3 separate regions of the Sus scrofa genome follow, and regions 1 and 3 are each linked to region 2. Evidence: chromatin contacts called from public HiChIP or PLAC-seq data. All regions are on one chromosome and are shown on one strand. The core of a region is the stretch at or near the end of the contact, and the rest is flanking DNA. Distances in the headings are between cores, read along the strand shown. Region 1 overlaps MAML2 (mastermind-like protein 2). Region 2 overlaps MAML2 (mastermind-like protein 2). Region 3 overlaps MAML2 (mastermind-like protein 2).

The links. HiChIP or PLAC-seq counts read pairs in DNA pulled down with a chosen protein or histone mark.
Region 1: an H3K27ac HiChIP or PLAC-seq map of alveolar macrophages shows a contact between it and region 2. The contact joins two enhancer-like sites. A contact is called at or near these places in 1 of 47 Hi-C or Micro-C datasets (embryonic fibroblasts) and 1 of 2 datasets of contacts at active chromatin or transcription factors (alveolar macrophages).
Region 3: a contact with region 2 is called in an H3K27ac HiChIP or PLAC-seq map of alveolar macrophages. The contact joins two enhancer-like sites. A contact is called at or near these places in 2 of 47 Hi-C or Micro-C datasets (embryonic fibroblasts and epiblast stem cells) and 1 of 2 datasets of contacts at active chromatin or transcription factors (alveolar macrophages).

The regions. Positions count from the first base shown.
Region 1 is chr9:28,300,091-28,303,125 of Sscrofa11.1, forward strand. All of the region lies in intron 1 of MAML2 (mastermind-like protein 2), which reads right to left. Among named protein-coding and RNA genes, the nearest start is that of MAML2, 71 kb to the right of the region's middle. Within about 2 kb of position 1,516, at least 6 of the 83 cell types and tissues checked have an H3K27ac peak or open chromatin away from gene starts, as enhancers often do. A contact at or near this core is called in alveolar macrophages, where this site is marked.
Region 2 is chr9:28,142,746-28,145,791 of Sscrofa11.1, forward strand. The region is part of intron 1 of MAML2 (mastermind-like protein 2); the gene reads right to left. Among named protein-coding and RNA genes, the nearest start is that of MTMR2, 170 kb to the left of the region's middle. Within about 2 kb of position 1,781, at least 14 of the 83 cell types and tissues checked have an H3K27ac peak or open chromatin away from gene starts, as enhancers often do. A contact at or near this core is called in alveolar macrophages, where this site is marked.
Region 3 is chr9:28,271,272-28,273,991 of Sscrofa11.1, forward strand. The region is part of intron 1 of MAML2 (mastermind-like protein 2); the gene reads right to left. Among named protein-coding and RNA genes, the nearest start is that of MAML2, 100 kb to the right of the region's middle. Within about 2 kb of position 1,275, at least 38 of the 83 cell types and tissues checked have an H3K27ac peak or open chromatin away from gene starts, as enhancers often do. A contact at or near this core is called in alveolar macrophages, where this site is marked.

The DNA of each region.
Region 1 (3,035 bases), core at 266-2,765, 160 kb after region 2:
TCCTAAAATGCCAAACAACAAAGTCACAGAGGGCTATTTTTAAGGAAAGAAATATCCTTGTCTGTCTTGGAACAGAGCACTCAAAAGCCGAGAGTGATGTGTTATCATCATGACAACCTGGATTGATGCCCTTAGTTCCAACCAAACAAGATTTTATACTTGAGATAGATTGTAAACACTAGCTTCTGAGATTCATGGAGTTAAATAAGTCCACACACTTATATGTTTATGTCTCTAAACCACCAATCAGGCAAAGAAGTGGCTTGAGAAGTAGCTACCAAAAAGAAGAGGGGGGAAAAAAAGGCTAATTCTCCATTTCCACAATTATTTCTCCCCTTCTCTTCCACATAAGCAGATGATATTGCTTCTCAGACAAAAAACCCAAAAAGCTTTTAATCCCTGTTCTGTGTAGTACAAGCCTCAATCTGTACAGCGCTGTGATAAATATTGTAAGATCCATTCATCCATCCAATTGATATCCATCTAATGTTTAGCTCATCCGTGGAAGGTACTATCTAAAGCAGAGTGCAGGCCTCCGCACACAAAACAGGGTCTATACTTTGTAAAAATTCACAGTTTGAGAGATAAGCAAGCTGAGTAGATATCTATGATTCAAGGCAATATGTTTTGAGTGTCACTTCAGGGCCACAAATCAGTGTAAAGAAACGAGGAATCACTCCTGGGGAACAGTGAGAGACAGCACTGCAGAGAACGCAGCATTTTGCCTGACTAGATACTATAGCAAAATCAAGACAGCTGTACCTAAACTAATTTTTATTTAGTTAGTTAGTTATTTTGGTCTTTTTAAGGCTGCTCCTGCGGCATATAGAGGTTCCTGGGCTAGGGGTCGAATAGGAGCTACAGCTGCCAGCCTACACCACAACCACAGCAACGCGGGATCTTTAACCTCCTGAGCAAGGCCAGGAATCGAACCTGTGTCCTCACGGATACTAGTGGGGTTCGTTAACCTCTGAGCCACAACGGGAACTCCCTAAACTAATTTAAATAGAACAAAAGGTATCTTAGCAGAATTAAATCTTGATGTGCTAACCTGGTATTGTGAAAAACATTATAATAATGTTAATATGGCCTGGCACATAACAGTGCTCCATAAATGCTAATATCCTTTTGTGGGTGTTTTTAAATTTTTTTAACCCTCAGGGAAGTAGTTCTCAAACTGGGGTCACCATTAGGATCATCAAGAGGGTTTGTTAAAAGAGCGCTAAACCCCATCCCCAGAGCCTCCAATTCAGACAGTCTGGGGTGGGGTCCAATACTCTGCATGTGTAAAGAATCCCCCATGATGCCACTGCTGCTGTTCTGGGGACCACACTTTGAGAAGCACTTAAGGAATAGCTGAGGGAATAGTTTAGGTGCTGTGTGAATCTGATTTTGCAATCATTTTTTCATTTCAGAGATCAGTTCCATAGGTCCCAGCTTTTAAACTGCACTTTTTTTCTTAAGGTCTTACTAAAGGAAAGGGGAACAAAAAGTAACACCACTTTATATAGACCTGACCTTTTGGTAAGCCTGCGCAGCAACTTCCCATGTGGAGTAAATTAATCTCTTTCATGCATGCTTTGTGCTCGGGAAAAAGTGAAACAGATTCTGTTCAACATTTACCAAATGCTTCTTCTGTTGCAGGTCCCTGTGCTAAAGCCCATCAGGACTCATCTCTGCCCTGAGGAGCTTACAGGGAGGGAGGTGGACAGCCCAGCAAAACAGTCACTAGAGTTCAACACGTTAAATGCTATAATGAGATATGTAAAACATTATGATGGATTGAGAGTTATGAGAGGGTGAAAGAGGAACAAACTCAAGCTGGCAAGCTGGGGAGGCAGTGGATGGAGAAGTCTTTCCTAATACAATGACCCATAGTTCTTTGAGCAGTGAATGTGAACAGGAGATTTTTAAACAGAAACTGGAAGGGCTTTCCAGGTGGAGGGAACAGCACAGCAACGTCAAGCACACGTTGCCTTCTAGGGCTGCCAACAGTTTTGTTCAGCAACATCACATCAGAAAGCCCTTTGTGTGCTTTGCTAATGAATTTGAATTTATGATAAACATAAGAATATTTTTGAAAAAACCACTCTGGCAGCTTCATATTGGAAGGGATTAGCCTGAAAGCAGGGCAATTGCTTGGGATATTTTTATTACAGTAAAAGTGAGAAAATGAGAGATCTGGAGAAGCTAACAATGCAGCAGTGAGGAGAATGGAGAAGAGAGGATGAGGTGAGATAGTAAGGCAGCAGACAATAGAGAAATTGGGTCATTTCTAGAAACTGAAAAGTGAGTGAGAGGGTGGAATCCATGAGAACTCTCATATTTCTGGCTGAGATGAAAGACTATCATTTACTGCTATGAAGAGTACAGGAGAAAGAACAGCTTCAAGGGGAAACTGTAGTTGAGGACATTGAAACTGACATGACCATGGGTCAACCAAGTAGACCTGGCCATTACACAGTTGAATATGTGGCCTTGGGCAAAGGAGGAAGGTTTTAAAACCCTAGGCTAATCCAAAGCCATCCCACAGAGGGCACAGAGGGAGCAGATCTATTACTAAGTTAATTATGGATGATATCTTCATTATAAGGAGAGAAGCAGCATCAGAAAAGTCTCCCCATTGCTGAGTGGTCACTTGCAGTGTTCAGTGCCTAAACTCACAGACCTTCTTAATAATGACCTTTTGTTCATTCCTGCATTCAGTACACCGAAAAAAGAAGGGAGATGTTGTGTGTCAAAGTCCTTTGCAAACTACAAAGCACTATGCAATATTTAAGGGAAGACACACAAAGAGAGGAGAAAGAAGAGGACAAATGACAAATTTCTCAGGGCTTAGCCAACATCTAAGTATTGAATCTAGTTCCTCCCTGGTTCTCAGTCAACCAGACATCCTCCGGTCCCTTGACCTGGTTTGCATAAAAGTGCTTTTTCCTTTTATAGATGTGCCATTCCTATGGCTCATCCATGTCTTTGCTAACCTACAGGTTTGAACAATCTGGAACTGGCAGGAGGAATGACTGTGGAGCTGAGGG
Region 2 (3,046 bases), core at 531-3,030:
CAGTGCAAAAAAAAAAAAACCAAGCCTGGGTTTTCTAAAGCATAAATGAGAATGAGGTAGGAGAGAAGGAAAACAGAAGGCAACAGAAAAGTCTTTGAAAGGAAAAAAAACTTTGCAGGGTTTTTTTTTTTTTTTAAACCTTCTTAATGACAAGCAAGGGATATTCACATTTAATCATGCTGTTCAAAAGGAAACGTACTGTGCCAAAATTTATACGAGGAGAATTTCACTGCCTTGCATTGTTTTATTTCACACCGCTAGGTACTTTTAGTCTGTATTTTCAAATTCTTTCTTCAAACATCCATGCCCTTGGGCAGACATATTAGCTCATTTTACATCGAGAATCTCATTACATCAAATAAAAAATCCTAAGCCTGATAAAATGATTTACCCCCTCAATTTAACTTTTATTTTCGTCTCCCACCAGCTTCCCTGAAGTGGGTTTGCTGCCAAGCTATAATACTATTTTAGACTGAGTCATCCAGGCGCACTGAACAGCTTTTACTCTGCTCCTAATGCTTCCCCATTCCTGTTGTTTGAATAAAGAGAATGCGTTCTTCTATGGGTTTGCATTGGAAGTGGTCATGAACGATGGAAAAAAAAAGGGGAAAAAAATGGAGGCTTAAATCCAGGGAGTTTGGCCCTAAGTAAACACAGCCTCCCCTCTCTCCCCATCTCTGTGGCTCCTGAAAGGCGGATGGAGGGCTATACATTTTTAAGCCCTACTGATGCCTCGAAACCACTGGAAGCAGATGAAGGCAGTGGTATAGCTTAGGACATAATGCTTCATTTATTCATGGGGGGAGAGTATTTGGAGTCACACACAGAAGGTGTGGTTAGAGACAACTCCTGGAAAAATTAAAAATAAAAACGAAACATGAGGGGAAGTCTGCTCCAGGGAATTGGCATGCCATCACCAGAGTGGCAGAGTTTCGAAAAAAATAATCAAGGAATCATACCTTCTGAGGGAAATCCAGACCATTCTTTTGATGGCCCAGACTCTGCCCCGGGGTGAAAGATATTCCAGGCTGAGAAATGTACTAGGACGGCTCCTGGCAAGGAATCCACACAGAGGCAGCTGACTTTAATGTCTGTCTCTCAGAGTCATCGTTTTATCCTAATCTGCTCCACTCCTGCTCCTTCTCACGGTCTCCTCCCTCCCCACTCAGAACCTCGGTTTTAAATGAATTCACACAAGTCAGCCCCAAGTAGCCCTGGTTTTGCAAATCCCACTCTCTCAGTGTTGTGGCTTCTGCAGCTGTGATCTCAGAGACTCGGGCCCTCCCTACACTTGCATTGATTTCTGTTGCAGGCTGCGTGGATGGGAAAGCCTGAAATATTTTTGGAAATAAAGAAGTAGCATCTAAAGCTTCACTAAGCAGAGAGGCCCCCACCATAAAAGGAAATTGTGACTACTGAAAGGTCTCTCTCCTTATTGGACTCCCCTGAGAGCTGGGTAAATGGCAGATATGAGGGCCCCACTCAGGTGTCCTTGTCAGCAGAAGGGGCTCAGGCCCCACGCGCTGAGCTCCCATGGCTAGGATTAAGTAGAGCTGGAATGTGAAACACAGCCAATAACTCCCATCCAACCGGCAGAGAAGTAAACAGGAGTGGGGAGGGTGAGGGCGGGAGGAGGTGAGCTGGCTGGGATTAAAAACTGTGTGGCCATGGTCTCCAGCAAAGCAGGGAGAGCCAGCAGCAAGCATCACCGGAAACCCAGGTTGTCGGAGTTATGCTTCTGCTGAGGTTCTGAATCAGGAAAAGCAGAAGTGGGAGAGGATGGGCGGGTTCCCATGCTGGCTGGGGCCACACGGGGAGTTTCACACAGAGAGAAGAGGGGGTGAAGCAAAGAGCGGAGGCATGCTAAATGCTTCAGGTGGGAAGTGAACTTGATTTTACTCCATTCATCCTGCATGTAATCTTGGCTCAGAAAATTAAATTAACTTAAATTCGATAAAGAAGATGTGGTGCATATATACGATGGAATATTGTTTAGCCCATAACAAGGAGTGAAATAATGTCATTTGCAGCCACATGGATGGACCTAGAGATTATCATATTAGGTGAATTAAGTCAGACAGAGTAAGACCAATATCGTATGATATCTCTTATATGTGGACTCTGATAAAGTGATACAAAAAGAAATTATTTATAAAATAGAAAGAAACCATTTTGAAATTAAACTTAGGGTTACTAAAGGGGAAACTCTGGGGCAGGGGAGACAGATGACTTAGGAGGACAGGATTAACGCATGCACACTGTTATATATAAAATAGATAATTAACAAGGACCTACTGTGTGGCACAGGGAGGTCTACTTGATGTTCTATAATAACCTATATGGGACAAAAGCATGGATCTATACACACACACACACACACACACACACATATATAAAACCGATTCACTATTCCTTTTTTGGGGGGGCGCTCAACTGTGGCATATGGAAGTTCCCTGACCAGGGGTCAAATTGGAGCGGCAGCTGCTGGCCTACGCCACAGCCACGCCACAGCAATGCCAGATCTGAGCCACATCTGTGACCTACACTGAAGCTTGCAGCAACACCAGATCCTTAACCCACTAGGTGAGGCCAGGGATCTAACTGGCATTCTCATGGATACTAGCTGGGTTCATAACTTGCTGAGCCATGACAGGAACTCATGATTCACTTTGTTGTAAACCTGAATCTAATACAACATTGCAAATCAACTATACCCCGATAGAATTTATTTTTTAAAAATTGGCCAACATATGCCTCACTTGCTACCTCCTACAGGGTCTGGTCAGGATGATCATTCTATGAACACGGGGCCTCTGAACCACGTATGCGAGATCTGGTTGTGAACAAGCAAACCACAGTCTTCAAAGACTTCAAAGACTCACTGGGGTCTAGTGGGAGAGACTGACAGTGGCTGAACCAACATAAAAGGTCAGGAAGTAATAAGTGCTCTGACGAAATATGAAGAAGAGCAGGAGAGGAGAGTGTGCCATGTCACAGAGGATGGTCAGGAAGGACTGCTCTGTGGCCCCATTATGGGAGGGGACAC
Region 3 (2,720 bases), core at 25-2,524, 130 kb after region 2:
GTTTGTGGAATTTTCTGAAGCTCTAGTTTGCTTTGTTTAATCATTTTAGAAATTATGTAGGTATCATGCTGGTTTAAAGTAGTTCATTAGGTCTATTTTTGGACATGTTTGGCTTCAGTTACAACATAGATATTTGGGTTTTGTTGTTCACTTCAGAGTGCAGCTCCTTCTGGCTTTTGGCTATGACTCCTTGGTTTATGGCCTTGCTATTGGTGCCCATATGAGTGTGATTGAGCAGAAAGCTGCAGCTCATCACCACCCTGGCCACAGAAACTTCTGTGCCCCGAAGGAGTTAGTTTGCTCTTTGTTTTGAGGAGGACTCAATAACAACGCAAGCACCAGACCAAGAGTTTTTAGGATGTATGCACTCCCCAACTTTCTATTGCTTGTTCTAAAATTATAAGACTTCACGAAGAAAAGTAGCTTACTTCATATTATATTTATGAAAAGGTATAAAAGTCTCAATGTTTTCAGTCTTCCTGAAGCTGTTTACTTGAGTACTCTGTGAAGAAAAAAAGATAGGAAAAAAAAGTTCTTAAAAATCTCCAGGGATTTTAAAAAAGCCCATTTACCCGTATTTTGCAACGGCCCTGGTTGTGAAATCATCAGGCTGAAAAATACTGGAGGAGCATTGAGGGTGGATTTTAGTGACAAGATTTCCTCAAGGCTGCAGACAAACCAAATTCATTAAAAGAAAGAAACAGAAGTGGTAGATTTCATCATAAAATGGGGAAAACATTTTCCAGCTGAATTATGGATACAGCACAGAACACAGTTGTTTCAGTTTTTAAAACCTCGGTTTCTACAGGCTGTAACAGAACATTTCAATTGGCTCACTTCATGAAAGCCATCTGCACCTGCTCACAAAACAGCTTAAAGAAAAAAATCTGCACGAAGGAGTTTAACTTATACGACAATAAGGAATAGCCTCTGGTACACACACACACAAAGGAGGAGCGGTATGAAGCAAGGGGTATCATAATTTTTTTAAACTACCAATAAATAATCATCTAAGATCAGCTTACAGCATTATTTCAGTTTTACCTGTGGCAGCTCCACTTGCCTGTTCTGGTTGTATGTTAAAAGTTAGGCGATTAAAATTCAATTATGTGGGGTTTTCTTTTATGTAGCCTAGGGTTGAATGAATTACTGGCAGGAAACTTTAGCTCATGAATTCAATCAAAAATCCTTTCATTTGTCAGAGCTGCTTCCTGCCCTTCTCCTTTAAACATCTGCTTCTCCAGTTCAGGGAGAAAACACACAAACACACACACACATATACACACACACACACTCCCTCCCTCCCTCCCTCTCCCTCTCTCTCTGTTAAAATAATAAGCAATCACCAAAACTTCCCTTGCAAAAGTTACAGATTCTCTCTTAAACACACACTTGCTCCCAGTAGAGTTTATTTAATATATCTTTAATAGCTTCCTTGTATTCCTCTCTTCCTTTCCGCTTTTAAATTCTGGAAAATCTCAAGCTGACAAAAGAAGACATTTTAAAAATGCGAACCTTCGCAGGGATAAACCCCAGCCAGCCTCCAGGCCAATGGGATGGAGGCAAAGCAGCCAGGAGGTGGGGGTGGTGGGGGGAAAGGGGCTGGCTGTCGGGAATTGCTTGCACTCCTTAAATGGCTGGCACTTCCTGCCAGAAAAGGCCAGCTCTGCACAAACAGAAATAGAGTGGAAAGAAAACAGGAGGTATTGCTCAAGTTCAAAACAATCTGCGCGTGTCCACACTACAAGCGGGACACCAGCCGCGCAGCTCTGGCCTTGCCAGAGCATCACCTGAGAAGCCCACATCCCTTTCTCAGCAGCCTTAGACTCATGTCTACCCCACGCCGCCAGGAAGGCAAACCCAGATGTTAAAATTAGGAGGAAAACTTAAAGTGCCTTCTGAACAGCCAGGCTTCTCTGAGCATGACCCAAATCCTTTAGGGGTCCCAGAGCCCTCCTTCTGCATGGATGGACTTCTCTTTGGGAAACTGACTTGGGGCAGATCTCAGTGCCTTATTCTTTCTCCTGAAAATCTTGTTCCTTCCTCTAGAGAAGTCTGAGTGAAGATTAGTTAAAACTTGGGGGCTGTACTGCCTAATGATCGAAACCCTATTAAAAGATCTTTTAAAATATTATCACTATTTTTGAGAATCTCAAATATAAATCCTAGAGGGAAAGACATCTGTTTTAAGAATCCTACCTAGAACTTACAAACATTTTAAACTGTACAAAATGATGATGCTTTAATAAGACATGGTACATAATACAACCAGCTGTTGTATCATGGAGAAGCATTAAGAATGTTTTCATATCTAAGTTATGCTCGTAATTCTAAAAGTAGATAAAGAAGCTTCCGGTTATTTTACCCTTCATATTCGTATGGATAGAAAAATTTGACCTACAATGATTAGAAATTACTGGCATCCCCAAAGCTACTACAATCAATACATTCATAATTCCTACATGTTGTAATGATTCACCCTTAAATTTTTTAAATAAATGGGTTATGCGGCTAAAGCCATTTATTGTTATGTTAATAGCAGTAATAACAAGAGCTAATATTTCTGAGCACTCGCCATGTGCCAACTGTGATACAAAGTTCTTTACATGCATAATTTATTGTAATCTCCACAACCCAGTGTAGAACTATGATTATGCACATATGAAGAAATAGCGATTTAGATCATTAATTTGCCATAGGTCAGAGAGTTAGTATGTAGC